2 separate regions of the Gossypium hirsutum genome follow, and region 2 is linked to region 1. A link is a contact called in public Hi-C data. All regions are on one chromosome and are shown on one strand. Each heading gives the region's core, a stretch centred on a gene start, on an enhancer-like site or on the middle of the called end of the contact. The rest is flanking DNA. Distances are from core to core; before and after follow the strand shown. Region 1 holds the start of LOC107954254. Region 2 has its middle 6.1 kb from the start of LOC121219083.

Evidence for each region. Hi-C and Micro-C count contacts between places; a contact is called where the count stands out from the background.
Region 2: a Hi-C map of leaf shows a contact between it and region 1, with 2.4 times the contacts expected there. The contact joins the enhancer-like site here to the promoter of LOC107954254 in region 1. A contact is called at or near these places in 6 of 34 Hi-C or Micro-C datasets (callus and leaf).

The regions. Positions count from the first base shown.
Region 1 is chrD07:20,407,879-20,415,754 of Gossypium_hirsutum_v2.1, reverse strand. It overlaps LOC107954254, which reads right to left and starts at 4,792. Exons shown (of 8, transcript XM_016889759.2): 1 at 4,668-4,792; 2 at 4,502-4,567; 3 at 4,276-4,373; 4 at 4,155-4,192; 5 at 3,984-4,071; 6 at 3,722-3,916; 7 at 3,568-3,633; 8 at 3,154-3,492. The coding sequence starts at 4,698. The coding sequence ends at 3,301. LOC107956665 reads left to right here and starts at 116. Exons shown (of 1, transcript XM_041096647.1): 1 at 116-1,385. The coding sequence starts at 404. The coding sequence ends at 937.
Region 2 is chrD07:20,508,510-20,516,385 of Gossypium_hirsutum_v2.1, reverse strand. No RefSeq gene overlaps it. Among protein-coding and RNA genes, the nearest start is that of LOC121219083, 6.1 kb to the left of the region's middle. Within about 2 kb of position 3,060, at least 3 of the 9 cell types and tissues checked have an H3K27ac peak or open chromatin away from gene starts, as enhancers often do. A contact at or near this core is called in leaf, where this site is marked.

The sequences.
Region 1 (7,876 bases), core at 3,543-6,042:
AGTATCTATGATATTAAAGGGTAAGGATTAGAGTTCTTGAATTTTCTAAAAATATATTCTTTCTACGTATGCATAACATTAACTAGGGTATATGTATGCATAAATTAGTATTCGGTTGCTTACTGTTTTGGCCAGCTCAAGAATATTCCGTTTCTTTTACCATGAATTTCCCAGTAAAATACATATATCAAAAATGGGGGTAGGGGTAGGACGACTCTTCAACCCTCCAATGTATAAATTGGTTGTTGTTTTCTGAATTCAACCCCCTCGGCAACCCACATTTCGCATCTCCCTGTGCTAACCGCAGGGGTTGCTCTGAAATTACGATAGCCGATTTTAATTAATACATTAGGGACCCTTCTTCTTGTCTCCTTGTTCGGTGGAGGAAACATCAGGTACATTAATGGCATCCATCTCAAGGGACAAGAAGAAGGCTCCTCATGATGATCAAAATAGCTTGGCCACGCCTCACAAAAGAAAACGATCCGCCGCGCTCGACGTCATCAAGGTGGCGCTTTACATGTTGCGTCTCAAATCAAGCAAATCCAAATCGGTTCAGGCTAATATGGTTCCCAAGGTTTCTTGGAAGAGGCTTCTAGGGTCAATGCGTCCGATGCATTTACAAAGCAACCAATCACCGCCCCCTACTATCGAGGCCAAACCTGGGTTCATGCTTGAGCCGGAGTTCATACCCGTAAGTCAACCAACAGAGGAAGCTATTGCGGCGGCTCCCTGGTCTCCAATGGCTTCGTCCGATTCATCTTTCATGAGCCAGTACGAGTCACCTTTGAATCAAGAGATTCATGTTATGGAACCTAGTGAAGAGGAAAGCTGGTTCGATGATGATGGCGGCGACGAGATGATTGATGCCAAAGCTGAAGAGTTCATCGCTCAGTTTTACCAACAAATAAGGCTTCAAAACTTGATGAATCAATGAAATCCTCCCCCCCCCCAAAAAAAAAATTATATATATATTGGTCAATAACGTATTGACGGCATTCGATTTGCATGCATGCACGTTGGGCTATTGGGGTTATGTTTTATTATTTAATTTTTGGTATTGGTTGCAAAGGGAAACAACACAGGCGCAAGGTGTTTAGATTGTAGTAAAAAAAGGGAGTGCAATCGTGTCTCGTGATTTAAGTTTCGGTATCGCAGCGGGATGAGATAATTTTTCATAGATAGTAGGACGTTTTCGATTCAATTGGTGCACGATATCAGTAACATCATTCAGCTTACAAATTTATTATATTGCTTTGGTCCAGGTTTTCCCATTGTGAGATCACATTGATCTGAAATTTCATTTTTTTTTCGTATTCACATTGTAAAAGCGTCTGATATTATGATAATGCTAACTAATAGCACAAGAAAAAAATCTTCTTCTTTTTTTATCATTATTTTTCATGTTGTAAATTTCTTAACACTCTAGTTCACAGGATTGTACTTGAACTAACATCATGAAATTATGGCTGGTCCAGGGCCGAGTAAAGCGGGCTAAATTAAACCAAGAGACTGATATCGGTTTTACTTGTAGGAAGAAAATGCAGCGGCATCCAAAAACAAGGCTTCAGCTGCTTTACGCCCTTACTTCTTTTAATATGATCATCATCTTTTGTCGTTTATTGTTTGGCAAAACACCTTCACTACAGATCATTAATTGGAAATTTGGAATAATGAAGTATACAACAATCTGGTATTTAGACATGGACAGAAATTTAATAAACACAAAGTATACCCATAGTTCCTCTCACAATTACGTCAAGAACCTGCAACTGCACCGCACTTTCACCCGTAACCAAAACAATGGAGTTTAAAATTCAGTGGTCATTTGTGAGTAAACTTGTTCGCCTTTTGTGAGTGATTTAACGTAAACGAGATTGTGAGAGAGTTTTTGAAAATATAGTTTTTAGGAGGGTGAATTTTGTTGGTAAAAAATCTTTCCAATTACTTTTAATTTCGATATTAAGTAAATTGGTCTTAATTTAATTCCTGATAATTTCGAATTTGAGCAACTAAGGACAATGAATTACAATGTTAATGTTTTTCATCAATGGATGGTGAAAAAAATTATGTGGTTGAAAGTCAAGAACTGACAAGTCTTGCTAGTCAAGAAACACAAATCAATTACAGTGTATAAATACAAGTCAAGAATACTTTAAGACTACAGAGACACATATCCAAATATCAAAGACGAGAAAAACTTCAAAATCTTTAGTTCTCACTTTTCTCTTGTATATAGTCACAAAGTTGTAATTGTAAAATCTTTTATCATTCTAATTTCATTTTTTGTGGAACTTAGCTTTGTAAAGACATACCTTTGTTTACTTCATCTTTATCACCAATTGTGAATGGGCAGGAGTTTAGTTGAACCATAAAAATTAGGGGGAAAAGGTTTTATTTAAGACTTAAGAAAAAAATAAATTTATAAAGGTTATATTCTCCTTGAAATGTATCAATTCTTATAGAGTATTGAAAAATTCTTGATTGAGATACACTAAAATAGTGGAATTAGATAATTGGGACCGAATCATTATAAAAATAATTGTGTAAGTCCCCCATTTCTTCTTTAATCCAAAGTGGGTTGGAAACAGATACTAAATTAATTTATGAATAAACGTACTAATCAGGTCCTTTTATTTTAAATAACTTAAAAATAGAGTAAAATTTATTATGAATCTTAAAATGATTGCAAATCAACTTATTTAATACATCATTTAGAATAACAATAAAAATAATTAACAAAATTTTTATTTGAATTTTTTGTTTGATCCAATCGAAAAAAATTTAAATTGATTTACAAGTCTATGTATGAACAATTACTTTAAACACATTGTTTAAAAATAAAATGTTAAAGAGAACTCAGTGAAATTGACAAAAACCAAGACTCCAAACTTTGAAGGTCTGAATTTGAGTCTCATCATCTATAATTATGACACGTGGTCGCTTTCCCAAGATATTTTATGCCTTAAAGGATAGATAAATCCTTATTATGAACTACATAAAAGAATGTATATACAGACACTAATTATTGTTATTGTGTATTTTCTAAAAAAAATTATAAATAATTTAAATAAACTCAGAGATGGGATTTTTTTTTAATGAATTACAATGTAACAAGTTGAGACATGGCACATATTAATTAAGAAGAAAACATAAAAACTATAAGAAATATTATTAATATTACAAACGAAAGAAATGTTAAACACTTACAGCAAAGGTGAATTTAATTTATGCAATTGAAGCTTCTGACATTGATGGGTCAGTTACATTATACATGGCTGGTTAACATGACTTTTTTAATCATGTGCATAGTGGGGCCGTAAGAGCTAAGCCCACATCTTTTTCAATTAGGTCCCCAGAGATATTGAATTGATCCAACTCCGATTCACCACCATCCTGTTTGTTGACCCAGATTTCTGGTATCACATCCCCTAAATTCTTGACTTCCTCTATTGCATAATCTGCTTCCTTTGCCTCACCACTCTTCCCAACCTTAGACCACACAATAATATTAGATTCATGCATTTTAAATGAGTAGTTCTTTTTATTTAAAAAATTGGAAACTACCAAACAAGTCCAGAGGCCCAAAGTCTTTCCAGCGGATATATTCTGAACATTGTCGTCTAGAAATAGCTGCACCAAAAAAAGAGAGCATCTAGATAATTTAATTGTAATAAAAAAAGAAGAAGGTGAAATTGAAAAAGAAAAAAAGGGATATTACGGTGCGTGGGGGATCAACACGTGCGACGTGAAGAGCAATTTTGATGGCATCCGTCGACGGCTTGAGAACGACGCACTTTGATTCTGACAAATTAGGATTCAGTGTCTGGAAACATATGATTTGGTCGAAACAGTCTTCTATTCCTAACCTTTTCATTACCTTAACCGCATGAACTCTGTCCGAATTCGTAAATATCTGTTTCACCAAATTTGAAAGCGCTTTAGATTACTGTTTCATATGTTGTTAACGATTTGTAACTTACAATTTTCCTTTGGGTGATGCTACGTAACAGAGAACGTAGCTGAGGGTCTGGCTTGATCACATCGTATGACAATCTCCCATGGACAAAACTAGCAACACATGAAAGGATCTTGATCATCAAATGAATTCTAGATTAATACAGGAAATGAATGTTGGATAAGGTGCTTCTTACCCGTGGTAATCATCGGCATCGATGTCATACCCTAACGCCTGCTAAAACAAGTCAAACCAACTTCAAATTATTCCCATTTTTAAGGATTAAATCTGGAATCATTAAAGTTATGTTTAATTACTCGCAGTCCGGCGAGGGTGCTGCCGTAAGTTTTGAAGAGTTCGACTCTGAGATTTGAAGCTTTCGTCGCCGACATTCCACATTTCTCAATTAGAAAATCTACAGAAGTGTCAAAAACGAAAATGAATTTCAATTGTTCAAATGTTTATTTATTATTATTATCTTTCCCATGTTGGTGCAAATAAGTATGACGAATTGGAGAATTTTATGAAATGGCAGTGACTAACCATCGATGTTTTTCTTGATACCCTGAGCTATTCCAGTGCTTGAAGGGTAAAGGGTATCATCCAAATCTTTAAGAACAGAAGCGAAATCCAAGGCCCAAAAATCAGAAACAAAAAAAGATAGAAAACGAAGAGGAAAAAAACCCAGTAAATTAAGAAAGAAACTTACCAAACAAAAGGCAATTGAAAGGAGAATCCATATGATCAAACTTTTGAAAGAAGAAGATTGAAAAGCAGAAAGTCAAAGGGGTGGGGCTCCCAGGGAAGGAGCTTATAGAGAAAAGGAAAAGCTGTGAAATTAATAAATTATTGCTAATAATAAGATAAGAAGCAACTAGAAGTTGCTGAGTTGGAGCACAAATCTTGTTTAAGTTAGGGATAATTTTTTTTTGTCCACCTTAATATTTGAACTTTACAATGAGGTCTGTTTTTAGTTCTCAAAAGTGCTAAATATGACTCTTGTTTCAATCAAATTTGAGAAATAATCTTTTAGTTAAACTCTATTTATTTGTTTCAATCAAACATTGATTAGTTTAGATTATTTTATTATTATTTGACATATGAATTTAGCCTATAAATAGGCTCTTTTACAACCTTAGAAAATACACCCATTAGATATTAGAACTCATAACACATTTAGAGAATTTTGTGTTTACGTTTTGAGGATTCTTTATTTTTGGGTTTTCAAGGTTTAGTTTTTATCTCCATCTTTTTGTACTATTCGTTTCTTTTGTCATTATAGTAAAATTATCTTTGTCCGTGGTTTTTTATTCTCTTTGGAGGAGTTTTTCCACGTTAAATTTGTGTGTTCAATTTCTTAATTTTTCTGCTATTTTTACTTGTTCCTTACTTAATCGGGTCAATCTCTAACAAGTGGTATAAGAGCTAGTTCAATTTTCATAAATCAACCCATTCAGATATGACAGCAACAATGTTAAAAATTGAGAAGTTCGATGGTGAGACAAATTTCAATCTGTGGCAAGTTCGGATGATGGCAATTCTAGTTCAATCCGGTTTGAAAAAGGTTGTTACCGGGAAAAAGCTTGAGAATCTAAATAAAACAGAATAGGAAGAGCTTGATGAAAAGACTTTATTTGCAATCCAGTTGTGCCTCGCGAATACGGTATTGCAGGAGGTATTGATGGAGAAGACCTCATCTGCCTTGTGGAAAAGGTTAGAAACTCTTTATGCAACTAAGTCTCTAGCTAACCGTTTAGTGTTGAAACAACGTCTATTTACATTTTGCATGAACGAATGTAAGCTTCTTAGAGATCACATCAGTCAATTCATTACTCTTTTAAATGATTTAAAGAACGTTGAGGTTCATATTGATGATGAAGATCAAGCTATGCTATTATTGTGCTCTTTACCCCCCTTTATACAAGTCTTTCAGGGAGACCCTGATTTATGGCAGAGACAAACTCTCGTTCGAAGATGTGAAGGGTCATTTTTTGAGTAGAGACAAAATCAACAATGAGCTTCGTTTGGATAGCAAGGCATATAGGAAAGCTTCCGTTTTGATAGCATCAAAGAAACGAGACAAAAGGTGTCGCTATTGTAAAAAGTTAGGTTATGTCAAAGCAGATTGTTATAAATTGTGAAATAAAAGAGCTGCTGAGAGTAACGAGGAAAATGTAGCTGGTGCTAATTTGGCCGATAAAAGTGGTGATGATTTCTTGTTAGTGTCAACGAGCGATAACTCCAAGCTCACGTGTAGATTCGGGATGTTTTTTCCACATTTGTCCCAATAGAGAATGGTTCTCCACATACAACTCCGTTGAAGGTGGAGTTGTGTGCATGGGAAACGATTCATCTAGTAAGGTAATTGATATTGGTACTGTTAAAATTAGGATACACAATGGGACGATTAAGACACTCTCAGATGTCAGGTATGTACCTGATTTACGAAAGAATCTCATCTCCTTGAGTATTTTAGACTTGAAAGGATGTAGAATCAACATTGAGTCGAGCGGCATTGAATTATCTCATGGAGCTCTCGTTTTGTTAAAAGGTAAAAGAATTGACAATGTTTATATTTTGGAAGGTTCTACAGTGACTGGTGAAATCGAACGTCCCTCGTTCGTTATAGAGTCGAAGTATGACTCTTATTTCAGTCAAATTTGAGAAATAATCTTCAAGTTAAACTCTGTTTATTTGTTTCAATCAAACACTGATTAGTTTAGATTATTTTATTATTATTTGACATATGAATTTAGCCTATAAATAGGCTCTTTTACAACCTTAGAAAATACACCCATTAGATATTAGAACTCATAATACATTTAGAGAATTTTGTGTTTACGTTTTGAGGGTTCTTTGTTTTCAGGTTTTTGGGGTTTTGTTTTTATCTCCATCTTTTTGTACTCTTCGTTTCTTTTGCCATTATAGTAAAATTATCTTTGCCCGTGGTTTTTTATCCTCTTTGGAGGAGTTTTTCCACGTTAAATTTGTGTGTTCAATTTCTCAATTTTTTCTGCTATTTTTACTTGTTTTTTGCTTAATCTGGTCAATCTCTAACAGAAAGTTTAATTATGTGAAATTCTGATATTGTATCACACCATTACTTGAAAATTTAAAAATTATATAAATTTTCAAGTGATGGTATAGTACAATATCAGAGTCCCACTCCAATGTTTTTATAACTTGATTGTTGGTTGAACATATTAGACCACCAATTCTCGATTCAATCAATTCGATTGGTTCAATTATCAAATTAAAAATAAATAAATAATTAATTAATTTTTTTATAAAAATCTAAAAAAAATATTAAATCAGTTCACCTTATTCAACTATCGATTTTTGTATCTGTAATTTCCTAGTCGATTGGTTCAACCCTTTTTGTTCGAACTGTTATATCGATCAGTTCTTAGTTTTTCTAATTTGGTCATATTCCAATAACAATGGTCACATCATTAAATCTTAATAAAATAAGTTCATGGACCAAAATGAATCTAATTGCGAAGTTCAAGGACCAAAGTGGACTAAAAAAAAGTACAAGTACCAAAAAGGACTTAGTTGCCAAGTTTAGGGGTCAAAAACTATATTATTGTTATACCTTCTCCACATGTCCCTCCATGTATCATCAACAAGCAAACCACAAGTTAACGTGTCTACACCGAGTAAACTTTTAATTGGGTGAGCGTGGTGAACCTTAAACCACAATAAACCAAGAAGTTTTCATGATGACCACCTTTGCTAGACGCATCGAGAATCTCAAGCCCATTAATTACTTAGTTGTCCTCAAAAGTCATATATTAAATTGTCACATTACCGTCATTAAAAGGACCAATGTATAATTCCATCGTCGGTAAAATTCAAGACACATGAATTCTTTTATCCCCTATATATAAGCTTGCCACAACACTTGAAAAGGAAAAT
Region 2 (7,876 bases), core at 1,811-4,310, 100 kb before region 1:
AACATTGTATTCATTGTTGGTGTTGGGGATTGACCTGATTAAGCAACGAAGTAAAAATAGCAGAAGAAATTGCAAATTTGAATACACAAATTTAATGTGGAAAAACCCCTCTAAAGATGATAAAAAATCACGTGCAAAGATAATTCTACTATAATGGCAAAAGAACGAAGAGTACAAAAGATAGAGATAAAAATTAAACCCCAAAACCCGAAAATAAAGAACCTTCAAAGTGTAAACACAAAATTCTCGAAAAGTGTTATGAGTTCTAATCTTTAATGGATGTATTTTTTGAGGTTGTAAAAGAGCCTATTTATAGGCTAACTCTGTAGGTCAAATAATAAAAAATAATAATTTAGATTAATCAGAGTTCGATTGAAACAAATAAATAGAGTTTAACTGGAAGATTATCTCTCAAATTTGATTGAAATATGAGGCATACTCAACAAATCTCCACCTTGACTCGCATTTCCACAATGCTATATTTGCCAAAGCCCGCCACAGGCCTATCTTGAACTATGTAGGGAATTAACTAAGTCAAATTTGTGCTTAGAAGCTGGAAGACTTCTAGCCTTCGACTTGTGCACTGCCAAATCAAAACTAACCCAAGTCAAATTTTCACGAACACAGTGCCCTAACTTTTCAAAACATGCATCCAAAAGAGAACATCTCTTCAACGAAACGGTATACCTTATTTCCTCCTATGACCAAGTTGCCTCCGCTTCAAATGAACCTAGAGTAGTTGTCGTTGACATGGAGCGCCACGTCAGCGTTATTAACGATCACATTAGTGCTGTAATGATCAACATTGGTCAAAGAGTCTATTTGACCAGTTTTGTTAATTCAATGGCTCAATTAAGTTTAAAAAGGTCGCAAAAGCTTAAATAAGTTTTTTTTTAAAAAAAATTGAAGGCTTTTTATAATATTAAACCTAAAAAATAAGTATTATTTTGCATATTTAGAAATGAGTTAATCAATTTAATTCCATACGTTAAATTCATTACAATAATATATAATTTTATACAACAAAAAATAAGTAATAAGGATTATATATTAATATAATCCTCTATCGATTGTCTTATTAACAAAATAAATTATTTGATATCTTTTACACAATATTCATGCACAAAAGTCTATTAAAATAATTTATTATTATTTTTCACTATTTGATTTATTCAATTAATATGTTTTAATTTCAAAATTATATTATACGTAAACTGTGACAACAAAGTGAAAACTTTTAAAATAAGAATAAAAAATGGATAAATCTAAACCTTAAGTTTAAAATAATCTATCTCACTAAAATAAAGAGTATAACACCTAATTCTTTTTCTCCATGTAATACAAGTTTTAGGAACAAAAAGATTTAAATAATCTCTTACTTTTAGATTTAATATTTTTTTGAAGAAAAAAAATTGGAAGCAAATTTACAATGGAACATAAAGTAAGAGATTAAGGTTTTCAAAATTAAACAAATTAAACAATTTGGGTATTCGATTTTTTTTCTTTGGTCAAAAAATTGTAGAGAATTTCACTTTAAAAATTTGGGTATCCGGTTTTCAATTGTATTTTTTAAATTCATTATGTGCTTTTCGTCAACCAATAAAAACAATCTCAAATACCAAAAGAAAAAATATCAAATATTCAAATTGCTTAATCTTAATAACCGTAGTCTCTTTCAATCTCGTTGTAAATCTACTTCCAAGTTTTTCTTTAAAAAATAAATCTAAAACTAAGAGAAATTCTTTATGTTTGATTATAACATAACCTAAAACAATTTTTTTCTTCCATTTTCAATCTCGTTGTATTTCAATTTCGTTGTAAATTCTTGTAAATTATTAATATAGTTATTGATATAATATTATATTATGTTTATATATTGCATATATAAATAATTATATTTATTCAATATAATAATAAATTGATGTATTTTTTTAAATGTGTATGATTAATTCAAAATCAAAGTTTCAAGCATACATTTTAATCACAATTAAAATTTTATATGTATAATTACATCAAACTAAAATTCATGTATACAATTATACATTAAATCAAAATTAATATATAAAATTAAAATTTACCTCAATTCGAATTTATACAAAGTTGCATGTTGATAAAATGAACTCTATTAAGATATATAAATGTGGCCAAGGGTAGGTTTAGAATCGAAGTTATAAGAGATTTTTCCTTCAATCTTTCACCCTATCACAATATTTCAAACACTTGGATCGCTTAAGTAAAACAACTGGTATATATAGAGATTATTGAATCTAGATTATTTATAAAAATAGAGTTTTATTAAATTGATAGGTAAAAATATTGAAAAAGTTTTTTTTTTTTAAGTTGGTTTTGATTAAAAAAATTCAATTTTTAATCTTATAAAATTGTGGTTCCAACATCAGACAATAACGAGGAAACATTTAGAGTAGTCAATGGCAGCTCGATAACATATTCTTCAAATACCACTCACCTCACTTTTCCTAAAACCACTTCTACTTCTAGGTTTTTAATGCATTTTCCCTACATTTCCATTTCTATATACATCTTTTCTTTTTTGCTTGCATTTACCAGACCAAAGAAAAGAAAAAAAAAAAGAGAGGAAATCAACTTTTTATTATTTAATCAAGGGCTGCCGTTTGACATATTGACGGCACTAATTTAATATATATTCACATTTTCAGCCTTTTTTTTCCTTATCAATTTTAAAAAAATTACCGTGTCACCAATATGTCAAACGACACTCAAAATTACTATAAAAATATTCATTTTTATAAAAAATCTAGATTCAATACTATTTTTGTAATTAATTATTTTTAATATAATTTTTATAAAAAACCCATAACATGCACAGAACATGCCAGGTATATACCCTGTTCTAAAACATAATAAATGATATCAAATAAGATGTGGGTTCTATTTAAAAATATTAAATAACTATCAACCACCAAGTATTGTTATTAATATACAAAACTCATCTGTGACTTTCTGGAGTATTGGGGTACTTTTTGGGTCCTACGTGTGAAGGATGCACAATCACAGTCCAGTTATGACGGGATCGTTCAAAGGTGATGGGAAGATCCTACATTAAACTGTGCGTTGGCCCGGTTTGGCTCCACCCAATCACGGCCACACACAGCCTGCTTATCAACTTGTAAACTATTAATTAATATGATTCATGTGGCTTTATAATTATATATGTGTCAAATTTTATTACCAATCCTTATGTAAGACGTGGATTTAGATTCTTTAGCTTAGATATTTTTAGTTTCTTTATTTTTAAAATTTTGAAAATTCAGTGTTAATGATCTTAAAATTGATATTTCGAAAATGTTAAGAGGGCCGAAGCTAAGAAATTATTGTTAAAGGGTTTAAACTGGATTTCTAATTATGGGATGGGGCAAAAATGTCATTTTCTCATTAATAAAAAAGTTAAACAGCTTAAATTAACTGATTAATTATTCCGAAGGCTATAATTGTAATTATTCTATTTAGATAAGGGGGTAAAGTTTCTTCCAAGCTTGTTACCTCCCCCATAATACTAGAAAAAAAGATTATGTTATTTTAATTAATAGATTTAATAGCTACTACTTGAATCATGGCAAAAACTTCAAAATTAAAAAAAAAAGTATAAAATTAAAATTAACCAAATTAAAGTAACTTGTTCTTGGGTCGAGTTACTCGCCCAGGCCCGAAGGTTCACTTGAAATTTGAGAGGATTTGGGCAAAAATATTAGGTCCGAAAAATAGGTTTAGGCAAAAAAATTAAGCTTGTTTTTAAGTTTATAATACTTTATATTATGTTATTTTCATTTATTATGTAATTTAGAGCACATTAAAAAAATAAACCTATACTAAATATATAATACTACTCTATAAACATTAAAATAATGTTAAGATCACTATATAAAAACTTTCAATAAATAAATAAAAATATAATATTTTATTAAATATTAAAATAATTTAATTTAATTTTTTAAAAAACTTAAAAAATAATATGAGCGGGCCTAAAATAGATTTGGGTTAGTCTTTTGCAAATATGAGCGGGTTTGAGCAAACTTTTAGGTCCATATTTCGGGCCAATCTGGGTTTGGGCAAGTATAAAGAATGTTAGTATCATGCTTAGGCTGAGTCGGTCCTGACCCATGAACACCTCTAAATTAAAGGATATGAATTAAATCCACAACTTAAATATAACATATAGACTAATAATAGAATTTGACCGTACTACAAACATTTAATAGATTAAATGCAGTTTACTCTCTTTCTCAAATTAATCTGGGTTCTAATCACAATTGTAAAAAAAAAAAAAAGAGTAAAAGAATAAGTCAAATGTATCTCTTAATTTCAAGGAAGCAATGAAACAAACTAGTTTTTTCCCCAAGAGATAGCATTTCTTTTGCTGTTCAAAAGTATCTCTTAACGTTTTAAATCAAAATCAAAATTGATTTTGCGATTAACAGATGCACTTTTAAATTTATCATTACTTTTATATTCATTAAATAATCACGTTTTTATATATTCATACATTTGTATAGAATTAGGTTGAGGCATTTATGAGTGTGACACCTTGAAATTGGGTTAGAAGTTAAGTCAAGGGCATTCAGTTAGGTTCTTATGTTTTCGTTCGTGTTTAAGGATATGATGAACTTAGTGGTTTAGTGGTTAAGTGTTAATTTTCTCTTAGGTTTTGGGTTTGCATACTTGTATGTGCTTTGTAGGAATTATTTTTATTTAGTTTTTAGTTTTGTTTTTGGTTTCAATTCCTTTCAAAAACAAATCTGATTGGTTTTTGTTAAATATTAATTAAATTATTTTACTTTATATTTATTTGTTTGTTTTTTTTTTAACTTTTAGAAGAGAAAAAAAGGGAAAAGAATCCCAACTTCACCCACGTTCTATTTTTCCTTTCCACTCCCATTTTTCATTTTTCTCAATTTGTTTCAATAAGCAGGTTTGATTCTGGATGCTTCAACATTCTTTGTTTTCCACCTTTTATTTTGTTTTCTTTTGTTTGATCACCTTTTGGTTCTATCGTCATTATAAATCAAAGTGCTAGTAATTTTTAGCCGTTTTGTTTTTGTTCCATTATTCTTGACATTTGCCGTTCTCCAAATTGGTTTTTTTTTCAGTCAAGTGCGAATCGGGTAAGTGTAAGGGTTGTTTTCTTAAGATTTACATCGGTTTCTTTGATTTTCTATATATGGTTTAGATCAATTTTGTTATAGGTAGTGTGTTTGTAAAATTGAGTTTTTAGATTGGTTTAATTGAGGGATTCGATTGATTGTTAGTGCGTGGGAATTGCCTTTCAGGTGTGTGATTTTAAATTGGGGATTGATTTTACTGTTGAAATTTGTGTTTTGCTGCAAATTTGAGTGTGGTTTTGGGGCCACATAGGCAGCCACATGTGCGGTTCACATGGTTGTGTGCCACGGTAGGGAATAGGTTAATTTTCGAGTCACACAGGCCGGCCACATGATCGTGTGACTCCTGTAGAGATATTTTCGATCACACACAGACATGTCCTTTAAACACGCGGTCGTGTTTCTCAGTCACACGGGTGTGTCATTCAACCACACGACCATGTCTTGCTTGCTCCTATGTTGTAAATTTAGTCACACGGTTCAGAGAGTTACATGGCCAGTCCATACGACCATGTCTCTCAGTCACACGGGCGTGTACATCAGTCACACGGGCGTGTACGTCAGTCACACGGCCATGTACCCCTATCACACAGTCTGGACCTTTCCACACGATCTAGCCACACGACCATGTGGTACTATTTTTACAGTTTTTACTTTTGTTTCACAATTTTTTTTTATTTTAGTCCTTAACTAATTTAGTGCATGTTTAAGCCTTTGTAGAGGTGTTTGGAACACAAAATTTGTTTATGGTAGGCGTGTACTATTTGAATCGTAAGGTTTAATTCTGATAATTGTATAAGTTATGAATATGATTGTGCTATGGAAACTCTAATATATGTGAATGTTAGATTCTGATTCTACATTGTTTGCCAATATGTAATTGATTATGGAAATTGAGGATGAGTATGTCCTAATCTGTAATTCTGTATGTGCAATATGGTTTGCAGATGCATTTTTGGGTTGGGAGTTGATGATGAAGAAAAGAAACTTTGTTTGTGGTAATTGAACTGCACAATTAACAGTAAACCCGCAATAATACAAGTGGCAACGACCACTCTATGGTGTGTATCGTTGGATGGGTCCACCATAACCCAATATCGGTGCGTAGAGGTTGGAAAGGGTTTAGTGTACTCTTATTGGTGTGTTTATGGGATTTACGGAGTTGGTGTGTAGCGGTTGGTTAGGTGGGGATTTTGTACCACGCTTTATCTGAATTGGTTATGCATATATGTTAAATGTCTTATTGATGTTATGCATTATTTTGATGTGTTATCTGTCTGTGTTTCGAGTTTCCGCTATTGACAGTTTGTGCGATTAATTAGCTTTGTTTTTTTTTTTGTGATGTTCTGCCACTACCTACTTGCATTTGTTTTAGTCTCACACTGAGCTTTTTAGCTCACTTCCTTAGTTTTTACCTTTTCAAGTAACCCGCAAGACTAGGTGTTGGACTCGACAAATCGGAGGTCTCAGAATTGATTATTTCGGTTTGGTTTTAAACAATTTTTTTAAAGTTAATAAGTTTCCAGTTGGATTTGTAAATAAATTTTATAAGCACTGTGGTATGAGATTGAATTTTGGACTTTCGTTAAACTTTGGGTTTTGGTTTCTGAACTAAATTTGTGCTTCCATGCATGGATTTTAGCTAACCGATTTGCTATTTTCTTAAAAAAATAAAATCAATTTTCAAGAGATGTCTTATGGTTTCTGATAAAAAAAATAAATGATGGGCTTTCTACTGTTTCATTGATTTTGAAATTTCAGTTAATGAATAGCAAAACTTAAATTATTTGCAAAGTGAATAATGAAAGTAACCACTGTTTGCGAAACGGAAAATGAGCTTTAACCAAATTTTGTTAAACTTAAGAAGAAAAATGATTTTCGAAAAGGAATTTAGAAATTCGATTAGTAACTTATTTTGGCCATTTTGGTGGCCAATATAATCTCTTAAATTGGGTCAAAATTTTTAAGCTGAGTTTTGGGGCGTTACAATAAAAGTAGTGTCATTAGCAGTTATAATTGTAATTGACACTGCACAACTTTCATAACTTGCCTTATTCAGATTTGACAATTTTTTGTAACAAAATAATTGGTCTATCACTTTTGTTGATTTGAGCGTTTATTGGTCCATCATTAAAAATTGATCCATATGAAGAAACAGATCCTAAAGATTAGATTGAATAGGATCAAGCAATTAGATCACCTGTATTAAGACCAAAATTTATTTTCATATTAAGGTTATCAAAATTAAACAATTTAAATATTCAATATTTGTTTTTCTTTATACAAACTACATATAGGATATTCCAATTTATACAAAGTTGCATGTTGAAAGATCAACTCTATTAATATTTTTCTCTATAAGTCTTGATACATACAGTATCTGTTTTTTTGCCTATAATTTCCTTCCCTCCAAACCAGATATATAAATGTGGAATCAAAACTTTTCCTTCAATCTTTCACTCAACCACAAGATTTCAAACACTTGGATTGCTTTAGTAAAATAACTGCTATATATATATATATATTTATATTTATATATAGGATATTGAATCTAAATCATTTAGGTGTTTTTTAATAATAATTATGGATATGTTTGATACATTGACAATATTGGTGAATTTTTATTTTAAAAAAATTATGAGAAAAGAAAAGTTGAAAAATTAAAAAAAAAATATCTTTTTTAGTATCGTTGAGACGTTGATAGCACAGGTAAATTTTAAAAAATAGTTTGATAAGAA